2 separate regions of the Pan troglodytes genome follow, and region 1 is linked to region 2. Evidence: chromatin contacts called from public Hi-C data. All regions are on one chromosome and are shown on one strand. The core of a region is the stretch at or near the end of the contact, and the rest is flanking DNA. Distances in the headings are between cores, read along the strand shown. Region 1 has its middle 140 kb from the start of ZNF236. Region 2 has its middle 23 kb from the start of ZNF516-DT.

Region 1 (5,469 bases), core at 2,762-5,261, 160 kb after region 2:
CTCAAGCGATCCTGCCACCTCAGCCTCCCAAGTAGCTAGGACTACAGGCGGGCACCAGCACTCCCGACTAATTTTTCTTTTTCTATTTTTAGTAGAGATGGGGTTTCATCATGTTTCCCAGGCTGGTCTTGAACTCCTGGACTCAAGCGATCCGCCTGTCTTGGCCTCCCAAAGTGCTGGGATTACAGGCCTGAGCCACCGCACCCGGCCTCGTTTTTAATTCTCACAATTCTCAAGGATAGTTGCGAGAGGCCTCAGTGTTTCCGTTTGACCAAGGAGACATACTGAGAAAAATCCAGTGGCTTTTCACACAGATCACGGTGCAGGTCCTTTGCCCTGGCACCTTAATCAGGAAAAGGAGCCCCTAGTGAGCCCTGGTTTCCTCATTTATAACGTTGGAAAAATAACAGTATCTACTACATAGCATTGATTTGAGAGCTAAAACCAGATAATTTATGTATGGTGCTTAAACACAGTGTCTACAGTTAGCAAGGGCTCAGTAAGAAGGAGCCAATATTAATATTATTAACATCATAATTTAAGAGGAAAAAATTCAAAGTGTGGTCCATGCCTATATTTCAGTTTTATGCAGCTATTTAAAATGGTGTTTACATTTTGTGTTTACAAAATTGTTTAATGCATGAGGAAATTTTTATGTTGTTAAATTTTTTCAAGTTTCCAAAATCATATATACTGTATGATTTCAATTATGCTTTTAAAAAAACCAGTAATAAAAACACAGGAGGAAATATGACAAAATATCAACAGTGGGCATATCTGGGTAATGAGATTGTGCGTAACTATTTTTCTACTTCTCTCTCCTTCAATCTACTTCCCAAGGAGCAGATAACTGTCTCTATAATTATAAATACAATAAATCAAAATGTAAGTAAAGTCGAATATGCACTAATCGAGCTTTGTTTTCCCATATGGTAGTGGTCCCCATCCCGGGCTGCACGTGAGGATCCCCCAGGAGCTTGTTCTCACCCAGGTTGCGGCTGCCCCCGACCAGTGTCATCACCGGCAGGTGCCATCGACAGTCTGATGAGAAACAGCTGACAATTTTGATTCAGAATCTGAAAGTGGCTCACTGGTGTTATCAATACACACAGGATCGCTTTCATTTTAAAGTCACAAACAGAGAGTCAGTGCAGCTACAGGATTAGAGCTGACTGGCTGAGTGCTTTGTGATCTGAATTATCAGGACCTGGAGAGCAGGGGAGGCTCCCAGTGGGTGTGGATCTCAGCGCTGGCTGCCCTTTCTCCCCATTTTCACCTGTTTCGCCATTGCTCTCAATTGCCACCCTGGCTCTAAGAAGCGGGGTCGAGAAAGAGCCACCGAGGAAACTGAAGAGGCCACCAGTCGATTCTGTGCCCAGCTCAGACTGTGGCTGATGCGCAGAGGCACATGGGCTCTTGGAGGGTGGGGATGAGCTGGGCAGCCCCACGGCTCCTCCTGGCAGGGCCCCCGTGCTGCGCGTCTGTGGGCTCTTGGAGGGTGGGGATGAGCTGGGCAGCCCCACGGCTCCTCCTGGCAGGGCCCCCGTGCTGCGCGTCTGTGGGCTCTTGGAGGGTGGGGATGAGCTGGGCAGCCCCATGGCTCCTCCTGGCAGGTCCCCATGCTGCGCGTCTGTGGGTTCCACGGCAGCCAGTTCCAGGCACAGGGCATTCCTGGTGCACTTGTCAGGTGATTGACTCCGTGCAGCGATCTCCACGGGTCCTTTTGAGGATGATGCCGAGAATCTCTGTTTTACTCCTGGGAACACAGCAGCTGCCAAGGTTGGACATCACTCTTCCTAACACCTGGGAGATAGATAAGGAGTGCTTTAAATGAAGCTTCAAATGTTTCTAGTGGTTCAAGAGGGGCCCTGAATGTGTGGATCCTCCAAGCTCCCCTTCTCTCTGCACTTGGCTGTGTTGTCATTCACAGCCCAGCAACTCAACCTTACAGAGGTTAGGAGGGAGAGGAGGCTACACATCTGCGTATTAATTCACAGAAAGCCTTGACCCCATCAGTGCCAAGTCCCAGCATGTTGTTGAACCACTTATATCAAGACAAGGCATTTGTGCTGCATCAACTCAGCAGTGATTGGCAGAGTCCTGTATTCATCATTCCTCCTGGTGTCGTCCTTTTAAAAATAATCTACAGGTGAGCAAATCATGAAAGTGTGCCAAACTGGTAGGCTTTTCTTTTTCTTTTTTATTATTTCTTTATTTATTTATTTATTTTGAGATGGAGTATCGCTCTGTCGCCCAGGCTGGAGTGCAGTGGCACGATCTTGGCTCACTGCAACCTCTGCCTCCCGGGTTCAAGCAATTCTTCTGCCTCAGCCTCCCGAGTAGCTGGGACTACAGGTGCCCACCACCATGCCCAGCCAATTTTTTTCGTGTGTGTGTATTTTTAGTAGAGACGGGATTTCACTGTGCTAGTCAGGATGGTCTCAATATCCTGACCTCGTGATCCGCCTGCCTCGGCCTCCCAAAGTGCTGGGATTACAGGCGTGAGCCACTGCGCCCGGCCAGCTTTTCTTTTTCTATGAGTTTGTGGTTTTCTGCCAGGACATCCCATCAGTTTGGAATAAATGAACACATCCCTTAGCCCTGCATTTACAGACCCCACCCCCATCACTCAAGTCCCCATATCCCCTCTCCAGATCTGTATCCACAAAGCACCATGCTGAGATCGCCTGACTGTGCTGCCTTTGACCTTCCAGGCATCAGCGTTCCCAGGAAGGCAGTGGCTCCAGGCCCCTGTGGGAGAGTTGCAAACGGTGGCGCACCCTTGGTTTTCCAGGGTCAGACCCCCTGTATGAGTCTGAGAGCCCGACAAGCCCAACTATGGCTTTGAAATTCATCATGGGGTCATTTTCTGTATTTAAAATAAAACTGGAGAAAATGAGATTTCAATCCCATTTTGAAAATGTTTGTGCTGAGACAGCAAACAGCAAAATGGAGCTTTCTTGCCAGCAAAGAAGAGCACACCTGCATCACCTTTAAGGAGAAACGGGCACAGCCGTGCCCTTGCTCTCTGGGAGTCCCCATGCAGACTGGTGGAGGCGCTTGGGGCACCTGTCAGAGGGCTGGTGTCCAAGAGCCAGGGGGGTCCCTACCCAGCTCCACTCACCCCCTCCACCCGCAGCAGACAAACTGTGTGAGGCTTGGTTTCTCTGCCTGTGAATGGGGACCACTCCAGGGACACAGTCCTCATCCACACTGCCCGCCGGCACCCAGGCTCAAGGTGCTGGGGAATGTGTGGCCCTTCCTTCCCTCTGCCCCCGCAGGCGTGGCCACCAGTGCTGCACAGGCCTCTCAGCCATCCTGCTGTTGTCCTTTTGCTTTTAGTTTTGGAATCTGGTCCTTGGGGTTGCTGGGTTTTGTTTTGCTTTTGGGATGTCAAGCAAGCATTGGCTATGATCTCCAGAGTTCAGATGGTCCCCTAAGATGGATGCAATCCCTAAAAATAAGGTGATGATCCCTACACATATTTATGACCATTTTAAGGACTCACACGTGGTTCTCTGGGCAGACTCTGTGCTGCACCCTGGCCTGTCAGAAGTGCCTTTTCAGCAGGCGACTATCATCCTGCGTGTCCTGCCCCTCGACCGGTCACCCAGCAATGTTCTGTTGTCAAAAAAAAAAAGACGAAGATTAATCAAAGTGTTGCCTTCTTCCTACTTTTCTTTCTTTCTTTCATTTATTTTTTTTTGAGAGAGGGTGTTGCTCTGCACCCAGGCTGGAGCCTCGAGTGATCTTCCCACCTCAGCCTTCCAGTAGCTGGGACCACAGGCGCACACCGCCGCAGCCGGTTAATTGTATTTTTTTGTAGAGACAGGGTCTTGCTATATTACCAAGGCTGGTCTCAAACGCCTGGCCTCAGGCGATCCTCCTGCCCCAGCCTCCCAAAGTGCTGGGATTCCACGTGTGAGCCACTGCACCCGGCCCTTCCTACTTTTCCACGGCTGGCCCCAGGGGTGAGCATGCTGTTGCTCTGTGTACCTTTAAAGACTGTTTTCCAAAAAGTGGCTGCCATCTCCTGGGAGCCCGTGAAATTGCACGATCTGGAGTCAGCCAAGCCTTTAGTAACCGATTGTTTTGTTTCTTCCTCTTCAAAATGTGCAGGTTATTCCAGGGCCATGTATCAATTTTGTAGGTCAGAGTGACCCAGACCCAATCCTTACAGCACCAAGGCAACAATATCAGGGCCCTGGGTCCCTCCCTTGGCCTACAAATAAGAGTAATAAAGGAATTGACGTCAACAGATCTTTGTCATGATAAGTTATTGTGTTACAGGGATGCAAATTTCACAGCTACAGATCCTGTCAAAGTTGCTTCTAAGCCCAAGCTCTGGGTGTTGCAACTATGGTTTCATTATCCTAAAAAAAAAAAAAAAGGAAATACTTAAAGATACTTTTAAAACTTGGTTTAGGTCAAATGCCTTAAAAAACAGCTTTCCTTTCAGGCCCCAAAGCTTGAGATTCTAAGCTGGAGAGTCAGCAAAGAGTGCCCAGAGACTTGGTTCTCCCGGAACCTCCGCCCCCTCTCCCACCCAGTGAGGGCCATCAGGTGAGAATGATTCATTTCTCACTTGAATAGACCCTTTAAATAAAGATGAGTCATTTTTCTGAGAATAAGTCCTTGACATCAAATTGTACAATCTGTTGCTTTTCTAAACACCTCAGTTTAAGGGAAGCAGAATGACTTCAATATCAGGGTTTGTAACAGGCACACAGAAGGGGCAGGGGGTGGGGCCTGGGGGAGGACTGAAGACCCTTTGGTGAGTTTCAGGGAGGTAAATAATGACTTACCAGAACGACAGCATGGCTGCCTTCCCTGTGAAAAGCCAGTGTTGAAACATGAGTGTTTGTTCATCTGCAGCCTTGGGCTGTGGTGTCTGCAGTGTTTAATAAGTCATTTTTAATTAGCTTCCATCCACTGTGGCGCGTGGCTGGCTGTCTTCGCACAGCTCTCCGGGGCTGTCTCCAGGAGGCCCTATTTTATTGGCCATTGATACCATGTCTGCTCAGAGATACAATCAGAAAATATGATTGGTGTTCCCGCATGACACACAGGAGGAGGCACGGATGGCATTACACAAACGGCCCAACAGGCTGGGCGCAGTGGCTCACGCCTGTAATCCCAGCACTTTGGGAGGCCATGGGGGGCGGAAGACCTGAGCCTGGGCAACATAGCAAAACACCGTCTCTATAAAAAATACAAAAATTAGCCAGGTGTGGGGATGTGTGCCTGTAGTCTCAGCTGCTTGGGAGGCTAAGGTGGGAGGATCACCTGAGCCCGGGAGGTTGAGGCTGCAGTGAGCCAAGATCGTGCCACTGCACTCTAGCCTGGGCAACAGAGCAAGACCCTGTCTCAAAAAAAAGCAGCCCAGCAGGTGACAGGGTGAGCATGGTGGGATTTATCATGAGCAGTACCCTGACCTGTCCGAGGGCACAGCATACCATTATCTAAATG
Region 2 (6,038 bases), core at 1,279-3,778:
GAAAGTGGATTCGTGGTTGACTGGAGTTGAGGACCTTTGGCGGGGAAATGAGAGTGACAACTGATGGATATGAGGTTTCTTTTCAGGGTGATGAAAATATTTTGATACTGGAGACAGGCCATGGTTACACAGCATTGTGTATATGCAAAAAGCCATTGAATTGTACACTTCAAATGGGTGCACTGTACGGTAGGTAAGTTATACCCTAAAAAAAGCTGTTACTTGTTTTAAATGACAGGGCTGTTAAATACACACACACACAGAGGTCAAGTGGTCTGAAAGACAGGGTATCTTCCTAGATACCCAGGAGGAGAGAGATGGAAGGGTTGGCTTCTTGCCCTGACTTTGCCATTTACTAGCTGTGTGATTTTTCATAAGTTCTTTAACTTCTCTGGGCTTTAGATAGCTCATCTGGAAAATGAGAGGCTGGAACTAAATAAATCCTCCCATATAAGAGTTCTATGCTCTAGATTTAAAGTGGAGCTGTATCTGCTCATATGGAAATATGAGCATAATTACGAAAACAGTACATATTGTACCTATTTAAGATCTTTAACAATATATAAATTGTGGCTGTCTTATATGATGGGTGATTCGGGTTTTGCTTTTATCCTTGTATGCTTCCTAATTCTTTCATAGCAAGCATATTTTATGTTATACTTGGAAAAGCCTTATAAAAACCAAAAAACAGTGTTGTATTGCATAGGTTAAAATGTGATAGCTTGATAGAAATACAAGCCTGTTAAATCTATAAATACAGATGCAAGACATTTGTAATTCCCCTGTGATATGTGGAGATATTTGAAATCCCTCCGTGTATTTAAAATTGGGATTCTTTTTTTTTTTTTTTTTTTTTGGATGGAGTCTCACTCTGTTGCCCAGACTGGAGTGCAGTGGCACAATCTCAGCTCACTGCAACCTCCACCTCCCTGGTTCAAGGGATTCTCCTGCCTCAGCCTTCCAAGTAGTTGGGGCTATAGGCGCCCGACACCACTCCCGGCTAATTTTTCTATTATTTAGTAGAGACGGGGTTTCACCATATTGGCCAGGCTGGTCTTGAACTCCTGACCTCATGATCCGCCCGCCTCGGCCTCCCAAAGTGCTGGGATTACAGGTGTGAGCCACCGCAACCGGCCAAAATTGGGATTCTTCTATACGAATGAAGTTCTTTGTTTAAACGTGTTCTTTGTTTTCAAATTGAATGTGGTCCTTGGCACATAGTTTTGATTTGTATCATGTATGTGCAGGTGCTGAGTTAACTCACATAGACACCAAGGTAGCGAGGGGGCCTCTGGTGCCTCTTTCCCAATAAAAGGGAAATGGAAAAATACTGAATCTCGCAATTTCATATGCGAAACTCCGTTACTTACAATGAGTCTGGACTGAGAACAAGACGAAAGCTATGGTGAGTAAGTTATACCATGCAATCAGTAATTTTTCCATGAAGGAGGTAATAAAACGGTGAAGACCTTCTTTTTATTTTAGGATTCCAAACTAGGAAAGTAAGATTTACAAGACCACTTCGATTAAATTTAAAAAAAAAAAAAAAAAAGCCTTTCTTTAACTGAAGTATTTTTAGTGAACATATTTGAAGTGGCATTTTATCTCTATGAGCACGAAACAAAGGCCATGTATGTTAAAAAGTGAATACAAACATAATGGAAGATCTTACGTATGAGGGTGGGTTTTGGGGGACCTCAAAAATCCATCCCCATGCGTCCCTCCAGGTGTTTGCTTGTTATGTCTGGAAAGGGGTCTGGAGGTCATGGTGGACCTTAGAACTCCCTCAGCAAATGTGGCTGCGACTGGCTTTTACTCTGGGAGACAAACTGCCCCTTGCAGTGTGAAGGGACCCACGATAAACACTCGTCCCTTTGCCTGTTACCCTGCGCAATTAGAGGCAAGCAACAGGACTCTAAGGATGTTGGTTATTTCTGCAGCTCGAACACATAGAGATGGAATTGGAGATGCATATGTTGTGTTAGGAGCACTCCCTTTTTTTTTTTTTTTTTTTTTTGCCTGGCTTCTTTATTGTCTTTGTTATTTAAATATCCTGTTGTGTACGTATAAAGACAGGAAGTGAGTTATACAAAACCTTACAACAACAACAACAGTATTGAGTGTCAGACAAGCAGATGTGCCTGGTGTTTGGGGAGTTGATATATATTTAGTTTTTGAAAATGTTCAATAGTACCACATTTTCTCTGGGAAAAACATTCTCAGTATTTCCAAAGAAGCATGGCAGCGCCGCATAAATATTCTCCGGTTAATCACGGGCGCTTGGGCCTGGAACAGCAGACTTTAATTATTGAGCTTTTTGCTTTGCTTTATTTGTGTTTCTTTCAGAAAACTAAAATCTTGTCTTGCACGGTCAGAGAAAGAGAGGTGGGATCGATGTCCTCTGTCTATTCCCTGGTGCATTGTTCCTGCCTGGGCTCCGCGGGGCTTGATGCTGATCAGAATCTCTGTGCACACAGGAGAGGGATCCTCTTTCAGGTCCACACCGCCGCCGGTTGTGCGGCCGCAACTGCAGCCCGGGGTGGTGTGGGAGAACGTCCGCCAGGGCTCACGCCCCCGACTCGACAGAGAACTGTGGAGAGCAGCTCCTTCCTCTCTCGGGAAAGGGTCGACACCCCCTGTGCCCATCTGAGCTTTTGTTGTTGTTGTTCGCCCATTCACATTTCCTTGGTTGTATTTTGGATTTAAGATTTTAAAAATCCATACATTTTCCTACGTTGGGTAGTAAAAAAGAATTTTGATTTAGAGTAGAAAACACGTTTGTAAAAACCCAAGGACTTAGCTTGTCAACTCTCGTGTTCATAAAATAAACTGGCTAAGATATAGTAAAATGGCGTTTTAGGAGAGATTACAACAATTATTAATTTTATTAACAACATTGAAAATGAGACTCTCCATTTCTAGCGTAGTAAAGCAGCCCTTTTAATGGTGTCAAATGAAACGCTGAACTCTGGGATAGGAAATGGAGAGGAGTTTGAAGAAGAGTGTTGACCGTTCCCATTAGTTTCTGAGCTGGCTCTAAACGCCAGATAAAGAATGAGTCCTTCCTGCGGTGGAAGCCCCTCGGCTCCCTCCCCCTCCTTCTGGTGGACGGGAGCACATAGGTTCCATTTTCTGCCTCTAAAATGATCCGGAGCCTCGTGATGCTTTATCTCTACAACCAACGCCACATAGTAATTGTGAGCCCCTACTTTTACACAATGAATGTAGCTTTAGCTTAAGCAGCGCATTCTCTTTAAAGTTTCTCAGAAGGATCTCAAATCTGACAAAATGTAAAAGGATATAAACTCAGATGTTTGGGGGAAAATTTACTGCATTTTGCTTTTATGTTTTTCACGCTGACAATTTGCATATATTCATTCATTAGTTTGTTAACTTTATTTAAGACCTACACATTTTAAAAGTCATGTTAAAATTAGAGAAAGTGATTCAAATGTACCATTTCACAATAAAATCAAGAACAACCTAATTTCTTGTCACTGTTTCAGCTTCATTTTTCCTTTGCTTTTTTTTGTTAGACTGTAAGAATTGTTATTTTGAAATCAGTGTGCACATTTTTGAGCAAATCTTTCTAAATAGCTATTTGTGTAAAACTTAAACTTTAATAAGCTTCGGTGCAGCATTGTTCGGTGTTTGGATTGCAAGGTGCCCACCCTTTTCAAGTGGCATTAGTGAATCCCAGCTTAAAAAGCTTAATGAACAAGCACATCCCACTCAGGAGGCAGCCTTGTTAGAAACTACAATTTGGTCCAAAGGCAGCCTTTTTATGTATTTGATTTGCTGATTTCTCAGAATTAGGTAAACTATTGCTGGAACTGATTTATGTTAGCATCACTTGAAAACATCATTTGGCCAGCTATGTTTTAAACACCTTAGCTTGATCTCTGTTTCTGGGTTTTTCTCAAACATTGAAAAAACAAATCAATGGTCCTTTGGCCACTTGAAGCCTTATTTTTTATTTCCCTTAAATAACACGAAACTTCAGGCATGCATTGCAGTACCATAATATGTGTGAATGTGTATGTATATATTTATAGATGTTATATTTATAGTTATAGTTGGATTTTAATAACATTCTCTTCCAGTTATGATTCTTCTTTGGTTATCATGTGCTCTAGGATTCCCACCCTTAGTGGTAACGTGATAACAAATGGATTCCTAAAGTAGTATTTAATGGCCTTTGGGTTTGATACAGCAACTGTTCTTATGTTCATTCACAGGCTTTGTCACAAAACACAGTCCAGTTTATTCCTAGCCCTAGGAAATAATAGCTCCTGACATTTGTAGGATTAAAATATAGGATTAATGATCAGCTTTTAATGTGCAAATTAAGTATTCAGTCTGAGAGTATTCAGCCTTCCTGTTACCCATCTTATTTATCCCAAATTTCCTGTTGAAATAAGTGCAGGTAGAGAGTTTCCACCTCAGCCAGCAGGAATCACACTGGTACAAAACTTCTAGACTTTTAGGATAAAATAAAAAAAAGTAAGGAAGAATACTTTGGAAAGTAGCATATTTATATTTCTACTGAAATGCCATCAAGATTTCAGAGCAGTTAACGATTAACTTTAAAAACTGCAAGGCCTGAATCTCAACCTAAAAAATAAAAAAGCTGACAGCTGAGCAGAGCTTCCTCTTCCCTGTTGAGTCCTATCCACTTAAATGGGGAGAAAAGGGAAATTTATGGCTTTCATGTTCTAGTAAGAAAAAATCATTGTCTTATTCTCAGTAAAACTGGGAAAGGTGCTTTTTTTCTGAAAACTACGGCATAGCTGCCTGCCTTCTTTAAAGGCTTAATAACGTTCTTTGTCAGTCTTCACTCATGGCAACCTATTTAGAGGCTACTTATATGCATCAAATTATATGGTTAAAAACCATTGCATATTTTCGTAACTAGAAAAAGCATTTTTAAATACAATGTTTAAAAGACTTTTCTATTGTCTATGCCACAAGGGGGGACATTTAATTTGCAAAGTTATCTGCATGGCAATAACAAGTTTCAGGACTGACATTTCTCCAGCTAAATGAAGTCCTTTTTTTCTTTATAATTTTTTTTTTCATTTTCAAATAACCTCCTTCCTGCCATTTTGGTGGGTTTTAGGTTTTGGGAGTCGACTGATTTATTATAGCATACAAGCTCGATTGGCGAGGCTTTATTTTTCATTGGTATCATGTTTGAAATTATTCTTTGGTCTCAGTAACATAGGTTGACTGGACACATGCATCCCAGAACAGCAGCCCTGAAGGAGGCCTTCAAGAGCCACACACAGAAGTAAGAGCGTGCCTCACACTTGCCACGGGTGCGTCCATGAAAGGCACACTGTCATGCACACTCTCCACTTCAGCAACTCACAGCCCTTCTCCCTCCTTCTTTATATCGTAGTATGCAGAGGCTAACAGGATCTTTATACCATAGTACGCAGAGGCTAACAGGATCTTTATACCGTAGTATGCAGAGGCTAACAGGATCTTCATATCATAGTATGCAGAGGCTAACAGGATCTTTATATCGTAGTATGCAGAGGCTAACAGGATCTTCATATCATAGTATGCAGAGGCTAACAGGATCTTTATATCGTAGTATGCAGAGGCTAACAGGATCTTTATACCATAGTATGCAGAGGCTAACAGGATCTTCGTATCATAGTATGCAGAGGCTAACAGGATCTTTATATCATAGTATGCAGAGGCTAACAGGATCTTCGTATCATAGTATGCAGAGGCTAACAGGATCTTCGTATCATAGTATGCAGAGGCTAACAGGATCTTTATATCATAGTATGCAGAGGCTAACAGGATCTTCATATCATAGTATGCAGAGGCTAACAGGATCTTCGTATCATAGTATGCAGAGGCTAACAGGATCTTTATATCATAGTATGCAGAGGCTAACAGGATCTTTATACCATAGTACGCAGAGGCTAACAGGATCTTCATATCATAGTACGCAGAGGCTAACAGGATCTTCATACCATAGTATGCAGAGGCTAACAGGATCTTCATATCATAGTACGCAGAGG

The links. A called contact is a pair of places that touch in the nucleus more often than the background predicts.
Region 1: a contact with region 2 is called in a Hi-C map of stem cell-derived neural progenitor cells, with 2.7 times the contacts expected there. The contact joins two enhancer-like sites. A contact is called at or near these places in 1 of 7 Hi-C or Micro-C datasets (stem cell-derived neural progenitor cells) and 1 of 1 other capture datasets (stem cell-derived neural stem cells).

What each region holds. Positions count from the first base shown.
Region 1 is chr17:86,733,405-86,738,873 of NHGRI_mPanTro3-v2.0_pri, forward strand. No RefSeq gene overlaps it. Among named protein-coding and RNA genes, the nearest start is that of ZNF236, 140 kb to the right of the region's middle. Within about 2 kb of position 4,012, at least 3 of the 24 cell types and tissues checked have an H3K27ac peak or open chromatin away from gene starts, as enhancers often do. A contact at or near this core is called in stem cell-derived neural progenitor cells, where this site is marked.
Region 2 is chr17:86,574,928-86,580,965 of NHGRI_mPanTro3-v2.0_pri, forward strand. No RefSeq gene overlaps it. Among named protein-coding and RNA genes, the nearest start is that of ZNF516-DT, 23 kb to the left of the region's middle. Within about 2 kb of position 2,529, at least 6 of the 24 cell types and tissues checked have an H3K27ac peak or open chromatin away from gene starts, as enhancers often do. A contact at or near this core is called in stem cell-derived neural progenitor cells, where this site is marked.